Regions from separate parts of the Sus scrofa genome. Here region 2 is linked to region 1. A link is a contact called in public HiChIP or PLAC-seq data. All regions are on one chromosome and are shown on one strand. Each heading gives the region's core, a stretch centred on a gene start, on an enhancer-like site or on the middle of the called end of the contact. The rest is flanking DNA. Distances are from core to core; before and after follow the strand shown.

Region 1 (5,203 bases), core at 1,011-3,510:
GGTAGTGAAGCAGATTACTGTCTACTGTTGTAGAACTGCTTCCAACATTTATTAATACAGTTAATAAATCAGAATAGTGAATAACGAATCCTATTATACAATGAAAATAATATCAAAGTCCAAAATTACCTAAAGGTTTGCCCTTTAATTCTGGATTTGAGATCATTTCTACTTGTGCGTAAAAGCAATCCAGATCCACATGTACTATGACTCTAGATGAACTTCCTGCTGGCACCACTTGATCATGAACTGCTGCACAATATGCAAAGAAATACAAAAATACATTCAGGCTGCTTATTAATTCTGAGCAAAGACCAGTTCCGTAAAACATGGCAACAGAGAAAGAAGAATGCTGAGTGATTTTAAAAGTTTTTCCCCTGGATTTATTACATGTGCCAAGCATCTAAAAATTATAAAGGCATGACAGAAACTCCAGCCACATACGGTTTTCAGTCCTGTTTATTTACTTAGAAGTTCTTTGTGTGCTCTATTTTTCTCAGGATAGTTATAAATTTAAGGGAAAAAAATGATCAATGATAGAAGATTCCAGAGGTAATCCTAGCACTTGGAAGTTTATAGTAAAACTTAAGAGTAAATTGAAAGGGGTAGAAAGGTTTAAACACTGATTTTCAACCAACTTAAAAACTATTCTAAGCGGCACATCCTTAAATTAAAAAAATAATCTGAAATACAAATAGCAGAAGACAGAACCAGTACACTATATTTAACTCCCATATAAGATCAGGATTATCTGGTTAAACTCTGGTTACCCCATACCTATAACAGAGCCTGGCATATAACAGACCACCAATACTTGCTAAATTGGAACACTGAGTAAATATTTCCCGGACTTTAAAAAGTAGTTCACGAACTGAGGGAGGGGGCAGAAGAGATGCCAGCTCTAAGCACCAGTTAAATACAAGGCAGGTTAAATGCAATGTGCTATTCTGGTTTAGATCCTAGAACAGGAAAGTAACTGGTAAAACAGGGAAAAACTGGTAAAATCTGAATAATGCTTGTCCTTTAGTTAATAGCACCATGCTAATGTTAAAACTTCTTAGTTTTGACAAATGAAGATATTAAAGTTATTTGTGCCTCTCTTGGCAAATCTAAAACTATTCCAAAATTAAAGTTTTTAAAAAGGGACAGGGGGAGCAAGGAATGAGAGCCCTGACCTCAGGCCCTGGGATTGGGGAGGTACAAGGTAGGGCCCAAGAGCTGTACTTGGGTCACCGGAGAGGCGGCCACAGCAGACGTGCCTCGTCCCGGGTTCGGCGCTGAGCCATCTCCTCCCATCCCGGCTGAGGCCAGGCCCGAGTTTTGCCAAGCGGGCGACAAGGTTCCCCGCTTCTGCAACCTAAAGCGCCTGGGGGCCTCTCTGGCTTTCACGGGGCTGTTTGAGGGATCACAAATGCACCCTGGACTAACACTGCTGCGCCCACCCTACTCCTAGGCAAAGCCAGCCCTTTTGGGGGTTTTCGCCTCCAAACACCAGGCAGCAAAGGGAAGCTATTTCGGCGGTGCGGGGAAAACGAAAGGACCTGAAAGGGGCGGGGACGGTCGCACCCCAACGGCCGCCGCCGCCGCCGCCGCCGCCCCGGGCGACCGCCCGCCCCGCCCCGCCCCGCCCCGCCCTATTAATTTACACCAAGCGAGGCCGTCGGGCTCCTCAGGCCCGGACGAACCCGGCGAGCTACATGCCGCCCCCGCCTCCGGCCGCTCCATGGCCCGAACCGCGTCCTCTCCCTCGTCACGGCTGCCTTCCTCCTCGGGCTCCACCCCCTGCTTCTCCATCCCGCCCGGGCGGCCAACCGCAGCTCTGCTCGCCGCCGCTTCCGCCTGGTCTCCAGAGAAGCCGCTCCGGGTTCACGCCTGCGCTCTCGGAACCGACCTGCCTGCTGCGGGGAGGATCGCTCGGGCGGGGAAATCCTACTGACCCACGTGCAGAGGTTCTCTCCCTCCCAGCCGAGGCCCGAGTGTGGAATTGTGGTTCCAAACAGCTCCTTTTTTTTTTGAGGTCTTAAGAGTTAGTCCCACCCTACACATTTTAGCTCTTTATCTGTACTCAGAGGCCAGCTTGTTCTTCTGAACAACTGTTAGCAAAATTGCGAACCCTTAGACGCTAAATGGTTTATGGTGATGGGGGTTGGGGAAAGGGTGGAAATTATAAGAGCAAGGTAACCACGTAAACTAATATCATTAGCAAATGTATTAAAGTTTGTGGCATTTTCGTTTGTTGATTGATTCAAAGAGACTGTGACAGATTAGATCCCTGAATTTTCAATCATCTAAACTAAATAAGATTTTGATACATGAGCTTTGGATAAGATTGTCTTGAGTGTACTGCAATTAATTGAACAAATGAGGAGTTTCCCTAGTGGCTCAGGGGAAACAAGTCTGACTAGTATCCATGGAGACGCGGGTTCGATCCCTGACCTGGATCAGTGGTGGGTTGAGGGTCAGGATCCACTGTTGCTGTGAACTGTGGTGTAGATCACAGGCGCAGCTGGAATCTGGCATGGCTGTGGCTGTGGTGTAGGCCAGTGGCCACAGCTCAGATTCGACTCCTAGCCTGGGAACCTCTTACGCCGCTGGTGTGGCCCTAAAAAGCAAAAAAAAAAAAAAAAAAAAAAAAAAAAAAAAAAAAAAAAAAAGGAAGAAAGAAAACTAACATAACGTAATATTGCAATGTGTTCAAAATAGTGTCATGCAAGTGTCTATTCTCTTTCCTTCTGTTGAGATGCCTTCTGTGCCTGTGAGAGTGTGTGTGTGTGTGTTTCTTCCAATAGAGAAAATTTGGAAATGTCTGGGGGAGGGGGGCGCTTGTGTGTGTTATATATATATATATATATATATACACACAATACTTTGGGTCTTTTTAAACAGGATTTTCTCTTATAAATATGATGTGAAAACTTTGAGAAACTCACTCAAGGACATGCTGCTATATCCATAAAGAAGGAATAACAGGCAGAACTGGGGCTCAGTGGTTTGGAGACCAAGTCTTCCTTTTGGGGTATTCCACTCTTAAGACTTGTGGACCAATTCCCTAAAAGTCTTCAGTCTAGGATTTAAGTCACCAATTTAAAGCTATGCTGCCTTCTTTGTGATTGCTGTTTGATAGGTGTAGATAAAGTGCTTTTGATTAAGGGCCTTTTTGGCCACTAAGTACCTCTTTGGCTGTCTTCAAGGGTCCAATTACTTGTAGACAACTAAGGTACTTTGTTTTAATTCCTCCATGTTGAGAATGATACAAACCAGGGAAATACCATGGCAGATTAAGAGTTCCTTGAGTTCCTGTTGTGGGTCAGCATGTTAGGAATCTCACATTTATCCATGAGGGTTCAGGTTTGTTCCCTGGCCTCCCTCAGAGGGTTAAGGATCTGGCATTGCAGCAAGGTGTGGTAAAGTTTGCAGATGTAGTTTGAATTTGACCCCTAACCTGGGAACTTCCATAAGCCACAGGTTTGGCCATTAAAATAAAAAAAAAAAAAATTAAAAATTAAAAAAAAAAAAAGATCCTTTTTAAAGAGCCCTAGGCTCACAAACACTCAGCACCTTGACTAAAAGTGAAATAGGCCAGCAGAGAGTAAGATGCTTACTTATGTGAATCTAGTAGTGGTAAATCCATTTACCAGAGTTTTTCACAAAGAAAAATTCATTAAGAATACTTTTTCAGGAGTTCCCGTTGTGGTGCAGTGGAAACAAATCTGACGAGGAAGCATGAGTTTCCAGGTTCGATTCCTGGCCTTGCTCAGTGAATTAAGAATCTGGTGTTGCCGTGGCTGTGGTATAGGCCGGCACCTGTAGCTTCAATTAGACAATTAGACCCCTAGCCTGGGAACCTCCATATGTCGCGGGTACAGCCCTCAAAAGCAAAAAAAAAAAAAAAAAAAAAAAAAAAAGAATACTTTTTCACTAGAGGAAACCATTCCCTTTGCCCATTTTCCTTGGTGCTTTGAACACTGGGCAACTTGGATATATTAAGAGGCATAAAACTAAAATTTATTTGAGCTAATATGTGGGATAAATTAGAAGTTTTTTTTTTCCTGTTATATAAATCCCTTCCTCCAGTTTTAATTAATTGTCTGTAATTAGGATATCTGGAATATTTTGAGCCTGGATCATAATTGTATATTTAAATGCCAAATGAGAAAAACAATTGCAAGCCAGGATAAACATTTAATTAAAATTGTGGTTGAAACAATATTCATGGGGGAGCATGGGGTTGCAGAGCGAGGGTAGTCGACAAAGAAACTGGGGGCATTTATGAGCTTCAGAATTCGAAACACCATGAACCGAACATACACTAAAAGTGACAAGCATGAACATCCATGTCAGTAAAGGCTGGGAAAGTTACCAGCACCAGCTTCTCTCCTCTCAGCCAAATTGGCTGCATATGGTTCAGAAGAACTCTAGACAATGTTCAGGGGCTTTGGACATGAAGGATGTGAGGGCATTTAAGAGTGTCTTTTTTTGTTTGTTTGTTAACGGCTGCTCCCATGGCATATGGAAGTTCCTCTGCCAGGGACTGAGTCTGAGCCACAGCTGTCACAATGCTAGATCCTTTACCCCACTGTGCAGCGCCAGGGAGCAAACCAACATCTCCACGGCAACCCAAGCCACTGCAGGGGATTTTAGTCCACTGTGCCATAGTGGGAACTCCAGGAATGTCTATATTTTATGTTGGTGGTAGGGTAAGTAGAGACCCCTATGGGGTCAAGGGGACAATTTGAATTGGCAAGGCAGGAGTTTCCTGGGGACGCAGTGGTTTAAGGATCCAGCATTGTCACTACTGTGACTTGAGTTACTGCTGTATCACAAGTTTGATCCCTGGCTTTGGAACTTCCATGTGCCGCTGGCATAGCAGAAAAAAAAAAAAAAAAAAAAAGAATTGGTGAGGCACAAAAGGCCTGGTTTTGTAGTCTTTGAGCTAGTGCAATGGTTCTCAAGTGGGGACAATGATTTTGTCCCCATAAGATATTTGGCAATACCCTGGAGACACTTTTGGTGGTCATATCTGGAGAATTGCAGCTCTGCATTACTGTTATCTAATGGGTAAAAAAATTCGTGCAGCCAGCCAGGAGCCTTGCTTCTCGTGGATAGCTTGCCCTGCTTGGGGAATTTTCCAGTAAGACCCTAGCAGCTGCCAGGACCACTTGTCCTAAGGATCTTTCCTTCTCACTTCCCTAAAACAACGCCA
Region 2 (5,203 bases), core at 1,337-3,836, 68 kb before region 1:
CATATGCTATGATATTATAAATTTAATATGTTTAATTTTTGGCTTTAGTTTTGTGAATGCTTACGTTATAACAACTTGTAATCTTAATAACTGTCGTATTTGACTTTAAAATATTGAGAAAGTTTTCCACTTAAGAAGAAAAAACAGTAAAAGATCAGAGCTGACAGTAGTCAGTGAAAACAGCAGCAAAACATAAGATAATTGTTATTTAGCCTCTGATTTCCCTGAATGCTGCTGACATTGTGGGTATACATCTAAAGAATGGCTAGACTCAGTAACAAAAAACAAACAACTCAATTGAAAAATGGGCAGAAGATCTAAATAAACATTTCACCAAAGAAGAAAATATGGATAGCCAGCATGAAAAATGCTCAACATCACTAATTATTAGAGAAACGCAAAACAAAACTACACTAAGGTACTATTTCACACCAGTCAGAATGGCCATCATTAGTAAGTCTACAAATAACAAATGCTGGAAAGGGTGTGGAGAAAAGGGAACCCTCCTATACTGCTGGTGAGAATGTAAACTGATAAAACCACTATGGAAAACAGTATGGAGGTTCTTCAGAAAAATAAATATAGAACTATCATATGATCCAGAAACCCCACTCCTGGGCATACATCCAGACAAAAGTATAAATCAAAAAGATACATGCACTCCTATGTTCACTGCAGCACTATTCACAATAGCCAAGACATGTAAAAACCTAATTGTTCACCAACAAATGGGTTAAGAAGGTATGGTACATATATACAAAAGAATACTACTCAGCCATGAAAAAACGAAATAATGCCACTTGCAGCAATATGGATGAAACTAGAGATTCTAAGTGAAGTCAGCCAGTGAGTCAAAGACAAAGACAAATCCCATATGACATCACTTATGTGTGGAATCTAAAATATGATACAAATGAACCTATCTACAAAACAGAGAGACTCACAGACATAGAGAACAGCCTTGTGATTGCCAAGGAGTGGGGCAAGTAGGAAGTGGAATGGAGTGGGAGTTTAGATACAAACTATTGCATTTAGAATGGATAAGCAATGATGACCTATTATGTAATAGCACAGGGAACTATATCCAACCTCTTGGGATAGACCATGAAGAAAGATATTATAAGAAAAACAATGTATATACAGATAAGACTTGGTCACTTTGCTGTACAAAAGAAATTGGTACAACATTGTAAATCAATGAAAAAAAAAAAAAAAGGAATGGCTAGACTAAGTCAGCTCTGCCATTTCTTCACTTCTCTCACTAATGATTTCAAATTTTCTCCGGTAAATATTGCTTGGATAACAAACTTGACCAAACGTTTCCTCCCTTATTCAAACACAGTACAGGTTACCAATTTTAGTTTTATTTTACAAAACCTTAAAAACAAAAAACAAAACTCTAAAAGGGGAAGCTGTTGGATTACAGTTCTCAGTAAGTGGGTAATAACATTTTAACTCACAGGAGGCAAAGAAAATCAACAATTGAATTTTTATTGTGCACAGTTTCCAAAAGTACACAAAAGAAAGAATAGTTTAATCAACTCCTATGCACCCAGCATCCTGCTTCAATTACCAAACACACCCAAACTTATTCTCCATCCTCTTCTCCCCACTTCCGCCACAGAATTATTTGGAAGCAAATTCCCTACATCTTACCATTTCTTCCGTAAACACTTCCGTTTGTATCTCTAAAAGGAAACCCATCATTCTGACGGACAGAATGTTAAACGAGTGGCCAGAGGTTTCTGCTACCTTTGATTCAAAAACAGAACGTAGAGCGTTAAATAACCGATGGGAATAGCTCACAGGAAATTAAGAACAACCCTTAGAAATACCAGCTTTGTGATTTAAGTTACGAAACTGAACGCGTGTTTGCTCTGCTTTAAAAAGACAAGCATTAAAGATCCTGAAAAGCGAAGATCGCTGGTGCGCCTGCAGCAGAGCATCTTTGGCTTCAAAGCTTCCGTCCTTAACCAGGAAACACCTCCCACTTGGATTCCAGCATCCCGGGTGGTGGCTTCTCACAAATCCGTTATCAGACAGCAAGAGGGGGCGCCGCCGTTGCCGGACAGTGTTTTTTCGAGGTGACAGCCCTAATGCCCAAGAACCTCGCTGCCCTCCCGCTGTAATGGCCAAAATTCCCCCAGCTCCATGCCAGGTCCCTTTCGTCGCGTCCAAGACCTTCCCCTAAAGTTGCCGCTTTCCGCGGGGACCCTCCTTCCGCGCCCACCTCGGTAGACGTCTTCCTCTCTCCTCCCCGCCATCCTGCCCTGAACCCCTTTTCCCTTCGGGCTGTCGAAGAATGGGGCGCCTCTCGACAAGACACCCCCTTTTCGGGCTGAGCTCACCGATGAAGGCCCTTTAAAAAGAGAAGAATGCGGACGAGTTCACCACTCTCCCCAGAAAGCCCTGGCCTGTGACCAGACAGGAGACGCGACAAAGCACGCCTACCTGGACGCCGCCCAGCCTCAGGTTCGTCTCGCTAGCACATTCCTCCGCCGTCACAGCCGAGGGAGACGCCCGCGCTCGCTTTCAAACTGACCCAACATGGCGCTGGCTTGCGGTGCGCATGCGTGGCACTCGGGCTGGGGCCGCCGGGCCCGGGGGCGGGCACGAGGGCCGAGAGGCGGGGCGAGGCGGGCTGTTAGCTCGCTCTCCCAGCTGGGAAGCGTAGTTTCTCCCTCCTTGTCTTCCCGGGGTGGGGAGGGCCTGAACTACAGCTGAGTCTCTACAGCGCACGCCCTTGGCCTCATGGGTTAGGACTGTCTGCGCAGATGACCAGCTGAGCTTCTTTCGACCAGTTTCCCGGGACTTCTTGAGAGGATGAGATGGGGTGGCGGTCGAGACCTGGGACCCCGGCCGCTGCCGTTTAGGTCGTTAAGAGCCAGCCCCACCGCCGAAGTCCTTCTTGTACGCTCGGCTTCCCGGCTTTCAGAGCACACCCCCCCTCCCCCCCGCCAAAGAAGACACCGACTCGTCTCGCGGGCACTTACCCCGGCCCTTTTTTTCCCTCAGTCCTCAGCCCCATCCCTGAGCCCGACCCTCCAGCCGGCCCCTAACTTTCAAAGCAGACGCTGGGCTGGAGGAGAGAGTTCTGCCTGAGATGGGACTTAGACTCCTTGGGAACCTTGATTCCCAGGGAAGAATGGCAGTGACCCCTCAGGGATTGGGGACCAATCAGGCAGCCTAGAAAGAGGGTGATTATACAAACAGATGTAAAAGACCCACTTAACAACATGTGTGAACCTGTCTACAAGGCGGAATATGAGATGCGAAGAATCCAGTTTCAACCGAGTGGTGTTACCAGAAAAAGATGCCATCACAATGTTGGTTTGTGTTTATTTTCCATTGACCTTATGGGTGAAGATATCCTTCACCCTTACTCCATCTGACTATGTTCCAACCCATCCGATGTTGCATCACCAGGTAAACACAATTGTAGTCTTGCTGTTGGCTCTGCTCTTCTCTTCGCCTTCTCTAGCCTACCAAGCTTAACCTTACCTTTTTTTCTTAGCAAGTGAAGTCCAGAAGTTATAAAGTGATAGTGGAATGGTTAAATTAAACACATATTTTTTGTAGCAGTAAGTAGAGTTAATGGTTTGAAAATCAGACAGAGTCCCTGCAGGATGTTTACATTCTAGTGGTATGTTCAAAAATTTGCAATTTCTTGGTCAGTGTCAAGTCTGTAGCTTATAGGCAGTAAAGAACTGTGTTATATTTGCTGGGACAAGGCCAGGTCAGGAACCAGCCAAGGACTGGTAATGGCATGAGCTTAAACACTTAGATTTATTAATCTACATTCTACCTAAGTGTCTTTTTAACCTGTCCTTTTAAAAAATAGTTTCTTAAAGCTACCTTTTTCTTATGTCAAGGAAACACAGCAAATATTTATGTCCTAATAAGGACACTGAGAAAATATTAAGGAAATTACCAACAATATTGACCTAATCCACAAATCAAAATAATTCTGCTTCCACTTTGTTCCTTCACAGGTTAAGAGATATGGAGATCTCTACAGGGATTTGGAGAGGAGTCCCAATAATTATTAAAATTCTGGACTAGATCTACTAGAAAAGGTAAAGAAACAAAGAATCTACTAGGAAGGAGGAATTATAATGCTTTTCAATAGATGTCAACTGGGTGTCATGCCTTGTTGGAAAATTAAATGAGAAAATAGATTTATGATCCAACCTAAAGACCTTTAGGTAAGAGCTAAGGAAGACACGAATCCTTAAATAAATTTTAAGAAGGTTTATTGAGGCAGCTCTTTGGAGAGTTTTTTAAAAGGTAGATTAATCCCTATAATGACCCCATGAGATAGGTATTACTATTCCCTATCTATAGAAGTGAAAATTGAAGTTCATAGGTTAAGCAGTTTACCAAAAATGATAAAGCTGGTGGTGAGTGACAAAGCCAAGGTTTGAATCCAGCCCTGTGTTGTCACATTCCTTCCACCATACCAGCCTACTTCCCCTAACTCAAAACTGGGTGATGTGCTAAAGGACCAATGAGACTCCAGCTTTCTGAGCTCATTCAAAGCAGAAACAGTATCTTACTCAACTGCTTTTTGCACACCTACCACAATACCTAACCCTTGGCAAGGATCAGTAAATGTATTTGAATTGAATTGATGGGAACCTGATCCTTTCTGAAGAGGTAACATTTAAGCAAGACGCCAATGAAGAGGAGTCTGAAGAAGTAACATTTAAGCAAGACGCCAATGAAGAGGAGTCAGTCCCCAACATATTGGGGAAGAACATTACAAGCAAAGGGCACAGCGAGTACAAAGACCCTGAGGTAGGAAATTGCTTGGTTGTATTTGAGGAACAGCCAATATGATTGGAGCTATGTGGGAGAGAAAGAGACAGGATTTGTCTTTGGAGAGGGAGCCAGGGGTCAGATCATTTAGTACCACTGCCACTCACTTTAAAAGAATGAATTCCCAGTAACATATGATCAACAGATTATGATGCTTTACAAGAGAAAGGAAGCATGATTTAACTGTTAGGAATAATTATGATTTATTGGATAACTATTATGTTGCAGGCAAAGAAATAAGATACTTAAGTGCACTATTTCATTTAATCCTTACATCAGTACTACGAGGTTAGGCATTACCCCTTTTTTACAACTTGAGAAAGTGGGGAAACAAATGTTAAATAACACAAGTCACAATTAGTCAGTGTCAGAGATGGGATTTGAC

What was found. HiChIP or PLAC-seq counts read pairs in DNA pulled down with a chosen protein or histone mark.
Region 2: an H3K27ac HiChIP or PLAC-seq map of alveolar macrophages shows a contact between it and region 1. The contact joins the promoter of C1H18orf54 here to the promoter of POLI in region 1. A contact is called at or near these places in 1 of 5 promoter capture datasets (liver), 5 of 47 Hi-C or Micro-C datasets (fibroblasts, heart right ventricle, liver and 1 more) and 2 of 2 datasets of contacts at active chromatin or transcription factors (alveolar macrophages and skeletal muscle).

The regions. Positions count from the first base shown.
Region 1 is chr1:103,790,836-103,796,038 of Sscrofa11.1, reverse strand. POLI (DNA polymerase iota) reads right to left here and starts at 2,260. Exons shown (of 10, transcript XM_021093321.1): 1 at 1,647-2,260. The coding sequence starts at 1,794.
Region 2 is chr1:103,858,962-103,864,164 of Sscrofa11.1, reverse strand. C1H18orf54 (lung adenoma susceptibility protein 2) reads right to left here and starts at 2,586. Exons shown (of 10, transcript XM_021093367.1): 1 at 2,452-2,586; 2 at 1,657-1,752. It overlaps STARD6 (stAR-related lipid transfer protein 6), which reads left to right and starts at 2,651. Exons shown (of 8, transcript XM_021093376.1): 1 at 2,651-3,426; 2 at 3,993-4,797.